Linked DNA regions of Mus musculus: region 2 is linked to region 1. A link is a contact called in public promoter capture Hi-C data. All regions are on one chromosome and are shown on one strand. The core of a region is the stretch at or near the end of the contact, and the rest is flanking DNA. Distances in the headings are between cores, read along the strand shown.

The links. Promoter capture Hi-C pulls out the DNA fragments that hold promoters and counts their contacts.
Region 2: a promoter capture Hi-C map of embryonic stem cells shows a contact between it and region 1, with 5 times the contacts expected there. The contact joins the promoter of Stk31 here to the promoter of Tmem176b in region 1. A contact is called at or near these places in 12 of 39 promoter capture datasets (the 3T3-L1 cell line, the C10 cell line, the HPC-7 cell line and 6 more), 2 of 484 Hi-C or Micro-C datasets (the G1E-ER4 cell line and muscle stem cells) and 2 of 9 other capture datasets (embryonic stem cells and macrophages).

What each region holds. Positions count from the first base shown.
Region 1 is chr6:48,839,958-48,842,657 of GRCm38.p6, reverse strand. Tmem176b (transmembrane protein 176B) reads left to right here and starts at 1,284. Exons shown (of 7, transcript NM_001164207.1): 1 at 1,284-1,662. Tmem176a (transmembrane protein 176A) reads right to left here and starts at 1,175. Exons shown (of 7, transcript NM_025326.4): 1 at 1,069-1,175; 2 at 257-454; 3 at 1-69. The coding sequence starts at 451.
Region 2 is chr6:49,394,184-49,396,883 of GRCm38.p6, reverse strand. Stk31 (serine threonine kinase 31) reads right to left here and starts at 1,280. Exons shown (of 24, transcript NM_029916.2): 1 at 1,200-1,280. The coding sequence starts at 1,249.

The DNA of each region.
Region 1 (2,700 bases), core at 35-2,534:
TAAATAATGGCCTATGTAGAGGGTTCCACCCAGAACCACACTCAGAGCCCCCAGCACAGTCTGCACCACCTGGAAGAGAGAGGACTTGAAACACAGCTCTCCAGCAGCAGGGCTACCTGTTAGCTGCAACTGTCTGTACACACAGACAAAATCAACTCAATGTCTTAGGAGGACAGATGTATAGAGGAGGCCAGAGGAAAATATGGCCCAAATGAGGGTCCCTCCCTGGGCCCATCAAGCACGTAGCTACTCTCACCCAGGAGGCCACCAGCACTCTGCTGCTGCCCTGGCTCTGGGTGGAAGCGGATGCTGGAATCCTTAGCAATGAGCATCCGGCCAGCAGAAGTTTGGCCAGAGCAGACTCCTGGTGGATGTGCACATCAATGTGGGTGGGTTGTGGAGCCTCAGGGTCCACCTTGCCGACGACTGCAGTCTCCATGTCTGTGGACATCGTCTGTGAGGGAGAAAAGGAAAAGCAGGAAGAAATATTTGGCAGATGTTTCAGAGGCGGCTTGGAGTTGGGGGCTAACAGAGACACAGAATGGCTGCCCCTGGCTGTGGAGCTGTATCTTCAGCTCTTTTGGAGGGTTGTCTGTCAGGGAAGCCTGATGCTGGAGTACCCGCTTCACCCCACATTTGCTTTGTGCCCCACTGCCATGGTCTTCAGGAGCCTGATGTTTGGATCAAGCAGAACGCACACAACCTATCTCTTCACCCAACCTCTGATTGGATCTCTTCTCCCCAGCATTTTCTGAATCCAGGTCAGAGGCCAAGCCCCTTAAACAGTGTCCCCCTCTAACTGCCCCATAAGCTTCTGTTGCAATTATCTCTTCCCTACCAGGGTCCCAGGGACCACCTCACCCAGACGCCACCATCTCCTTGGATGAACGACAAGCACTGACTGACCCTGTCCCCACAGAATTGAGTGGTAGAGATGGAGGCCATACCTGTCCCTGGAGGCACACCCCAGTGTGTCCACTCCCCTAGCAAGCTCGCAGGGCGTCAGACTGGATGGATCTGGATGGACTGGGAAACGAGCTATGCTAAAGTGATGGTGGGCTGTCTTACCTGATTCCTCTGGGACCGGGGAAGTGTGCAGCAGGGAAGGCCAGAGCTCACACAGAGGCGCTGGCAGTAGTTGAGAACTTCAGCCCTGGCAGGAGGAAGAACCTGGGTGGGAGCCAGAAGGGGAGGGGGAATGGGCAGACCTCAACACTTCCTGGCAGGCAGCTGGGACTGAGGGCCCCTTTAGGGGTTTTCCAGCAGGCAGCTCCTCACTGGGCACTGGAGAGCTGGAGAAGGTGGGCGAGGTAAGAGCTGGGGTTGGCACTGATTGTTCCTGTGGAATCCTTTGATTGCACAGTGCTCTCTCTCCCAGTCAGGGATAGAGCTTTCTGAGCAGGTGCTGGCCTGTGCCACCTTGGGTGTATGAGTGTATCTGTGTCACCTGTATCCCTGCTCCAGCAGGCCTGATCATCTACTCCTGATGGACCCCCCTCAAGTGGGGCCCTTTCCTGTCAGCTACTTGCTGGCAAACTGAGAGACTCCATGTCAGGCCCCATCCCTCCACCCCCTTCTTGCTCTCCTCTCTCTGGGGTCAGCTTTAAGCCAGCTCCTCCCAGACCTCTCAGTTCCAGCCCCACCCATCGCAGAGGACAGCAGGTGAGACAGGACCCTTCACGGCCCCTTGGTAGCCCCCTTTTGAAGCATAGGGTTCCTTCTTCTCTGGAAGAGTCTCCAAGTCTACTCCTCAAGCTCCATCTTGGCTCAGGATGCTTCTCCTTCCTTCTATCTCTGCTTTCCTGTAGGACTCTGGGGAGGGAGGGATGTGTTGGACAGAGGATGTGACTCTGGAAACAGGGCTGAGGCTGGGGAGGTCAGAGTCTGGCTTTACCTTCCATAGTTATCAGTGCCTCACGCCTGCGTTCTAAGAGCAGGGCCTTTGAGACCACGCAGAGGTGGGACAGCTGTGGGGACACGGGGTGTTCTTTTTCTTTGTTTCTGAACACTGGGAGGAGGGATATCAGAGAGCCACTATCTGGAGCGGTGCCAGAAGTGGTGAGAGGCTTCTTGGTGCCTAGGGCTTTAGTTCCTGCTCTGCAGAGGAAGCAGAGGGATTCTGGGTGGCCAGGGCAGGGATAGCACTGGGGGTCTAGAGGGGGCCAGCACCCAGACAACTGAGACTTTATTCCTGGAACCTCAAGGGAAGGTGTGAACCTGAGGCCTTCATTTGTGTTTCTCTTCGTCCCTCCTGAAAAGTTGTCAGACTCCTGTGCTTTCGGCTCTGAGGTGCACGGGTGAGTGGAAGGTGCTCCGTGGCGTGGGGGAGAACATGAAGGGATGCAAAGGGAAGTGACTGGAGTGGCCGTCAATATCCAGTCAGAACTGATGCTTAACCAGACTGCCCAGGAGAGCCACTGGGCAGAACTTCTTTTGGACAGAGGCAAGCCATCAGAGGGGCTAAATGGTTGTTATAAGCCCATAACAGGAGACAGTGGGAAGCTGTGTTAAGCTCTGTGCTGATTAGAATGGAGGCCACGCTGAGGAAGTAATCAGGCAGAATATGAAGACCTCATGGGCCTGCCTGAGGCCCTATGGAAACTCGGAACAGTGGTTTTATTCAGTGGGAGAAAAGTAATATATACCACAGACCACAGTAGAAACTGTTTTTCAGAAATTAATACCTGGACCAGCACCATA
Region 2 (2,700 bases), core at 31-2,530, 550 kb before region 1:
GAACATCTAATCTACATCAAGGTTTCAAATGCTCTCAACTATGAAAAGAGTAATTAACTCATCACAGCAAATAATGGAGCTTATTTATAGGAATTTAAAACTTGCAAATTTTGTCTAGCTTAATTTTTTTTCAAATAACATCACTGAATCATCTTCAAATCTGGGATCCTTTAAAAAGTAGTTTTAAAATTCAGCTGTGGAGAAGCTGTTTTAAAAAAAAAAAATGGAAACAACAATATGAACTAAGCAGTACCCCGGAGCTCTTGTCTCTAGCTGCATATGTATCAAAAGATGGCCTAGTCGGCCATCACTGCAAAGAGAGGCCCATTGGACTTGCAAACTTTATATGCCCCAGTACAGGGGAACGCCAGGACCAAAAAGGGGGAGTGGGTGGGTAGGGGAGTGGGGGTGGGTGGGTATGGGGGACTTTTGGGATAGCATTGGAAATGTAAACGAGCTAAATACCTAATAAAAAATGGAAAAAAATTTTTTTTAAAAAATGGAGTCTTTTAGTGAGAAAGAATATTTCTCTGGAAAACACTATTGTTTGCTTGGTTGGTTGGTTGGTTCTTGGTTGTTTTCGGTTTTTTGAAGACAGGTTTCTCAGTAGCTGTCCTGAACTCTCTCTGTAGACCAGGCTGGCCTCAAACTCAAAGATCTGCCTGCCTCTGCCTCCCGAATGGAGTAGGATTAAGACATGTGTTACCACTGTCACGGGCACAGAAAAAATTAAAAGTTTACTTTGGAAATCCTGCCACTTGTTTTAAGAAACTGGTTTTCTAGCCTTATTTTAAATCGTTGTTAAAAGACTTGCCAAGGAACTGTAGTGACTTTAAGCAGAGGTGGAGGGCACGACGGCGAATTCAAATCTCGCCTTGAAATGGGCCAAGGTGAGGTAAAGATGCTGGCTTTCTGGGGGGCCTGGAAGGCTAAAACCACAGACGTCGCCAGAGGGGAAGAAAGTCGTCCACACAGTGGGTCTGCGGGCAGCTCACCGAGATTTGTCCACACAGTGGGTCTGCGGGCAGCTCACCAAGATTTGTCCACACAGTGGGTCTGCGGGCAGCTCACCGAGAAGCTGCGGCGCCTTCGAGCTCGCCGGAAGTAGGCCTCAGCCCAGACCTAAAACGCCAGCAGCGTGGACAAGAACACCCTGGGAGCGGCCCCTGTCGCCCTCGCCACCAAAGACTACCACTGACCTTACACTTTGCGCCACAGCCGTCCCAGCAAAGAGCCGCTGGCCCCACATACCAGGCGCTCCACCCTCAGCCCTCCAGCCCTCAGGCCAGCCCTTGGCGCCGCTTACCGCCGAGCTTCCACGCCTCAGGGCACGCACTGCGCCTGCGCATGCGCGAGGTGCTGCTGCGCTATAGCGGAGGGAGCGCAGCCCTGGTCACGTGGGTGGCCGGCCTCAAGGCCTCGAGCGCAGCCAGGCCGCCCACGGTCCACGCACGCGCTCCGCTCTGCTCCCGAAAGCAGCAGCCTGGCCCTGTGTGCAGTCAGTTTATAGGAGGGCGCCCCACACCCCGCCAGTGATGTAAGACCGTGACATGAAGTTGCGTGGGTCTTCCTAATTTGTACCTCGAGATTTAAACTTTTTTTTTTTTAAAAGCCAAAATTGGGACAAACTGGATATTCTTTTCCCAAAGAAAAGAATACCGTAATAAGTGACAATATCATTTTATAGATCAATAGCTTTACACATATTTCTCCCCAAACTTCGCATCCACATCAAACATTGCAGGGGACAGCAGGGATCGGTGGGGACTGGGATGGGATAGGGTTATAGGCAAGTTATTACACTTGGAGGAAACATTGCACAGCTAAAAACCATCTCTATCTAGTTCTTTTGTTTTGCAAAGGAATGAATTAAAACCAAGGCCTCACGAAAGATCACTACCAAGGAGCCCTCCATTTAATTTCTAAAGCTTAAAGTATAATTTGCATAGACTACAGATATTAAAGTGTAAAGTATTTTAATATTTTTATACATCACTGAAGTCATCCCCATAATAAAACATTTCCATCAACCTCAAAAGTTTCTTCATGTTGTTTACATTAACTGGCCCTCCTTATGTACCTTTCTGTTTCTTGTAACTGAACGTTAATTCTTTTTTTTTTTTTTTCTAAAACTGTTGACAGAATCACACATAAAGACCATTTTATTTGCCTTCTTTCAAATGGCATGGGTATCTTAAGATAATTCCACCTGTTTTCTTCTATATATCAACAGCTTGTAACTTCCCAGGTACTAGTCCACTGTGGATGCCTAACAGGTTTTCTACATTTCTGGGTAGAAGGGTTGTTTTGACTTTAGACTTCTCTCAAATAAAGCTGTTATGGCCTTCAATTCTTTCCGTGGACATACCCTTTCATTTCTTTTGGGCTAATGTCCCCTAGTGGATGGTTAAATGGTAGAAGAGTGTACAAGAAGTTGCCAGACTATTTAACAAAGAAGCTACTCTAATTTATATTACCACCATCAAAGTTTATATATTCTAGTTGCAAGGCTGAAGAAATGCCTCAGTAGTTAAAAGTAATGTCTGGTCTTCCAGAGGTCCTAGGTTTTGTTCCCAGAACCCACCCATTTGGCAGCTCACAAAGGTCTACTCCAGTTCCAGGGAATCCAACAGCCTCTCTGACTGCCTCAGGCACAAGTGTTGCACAGACATAAATGCAGGCAAAACTCTGATACATATT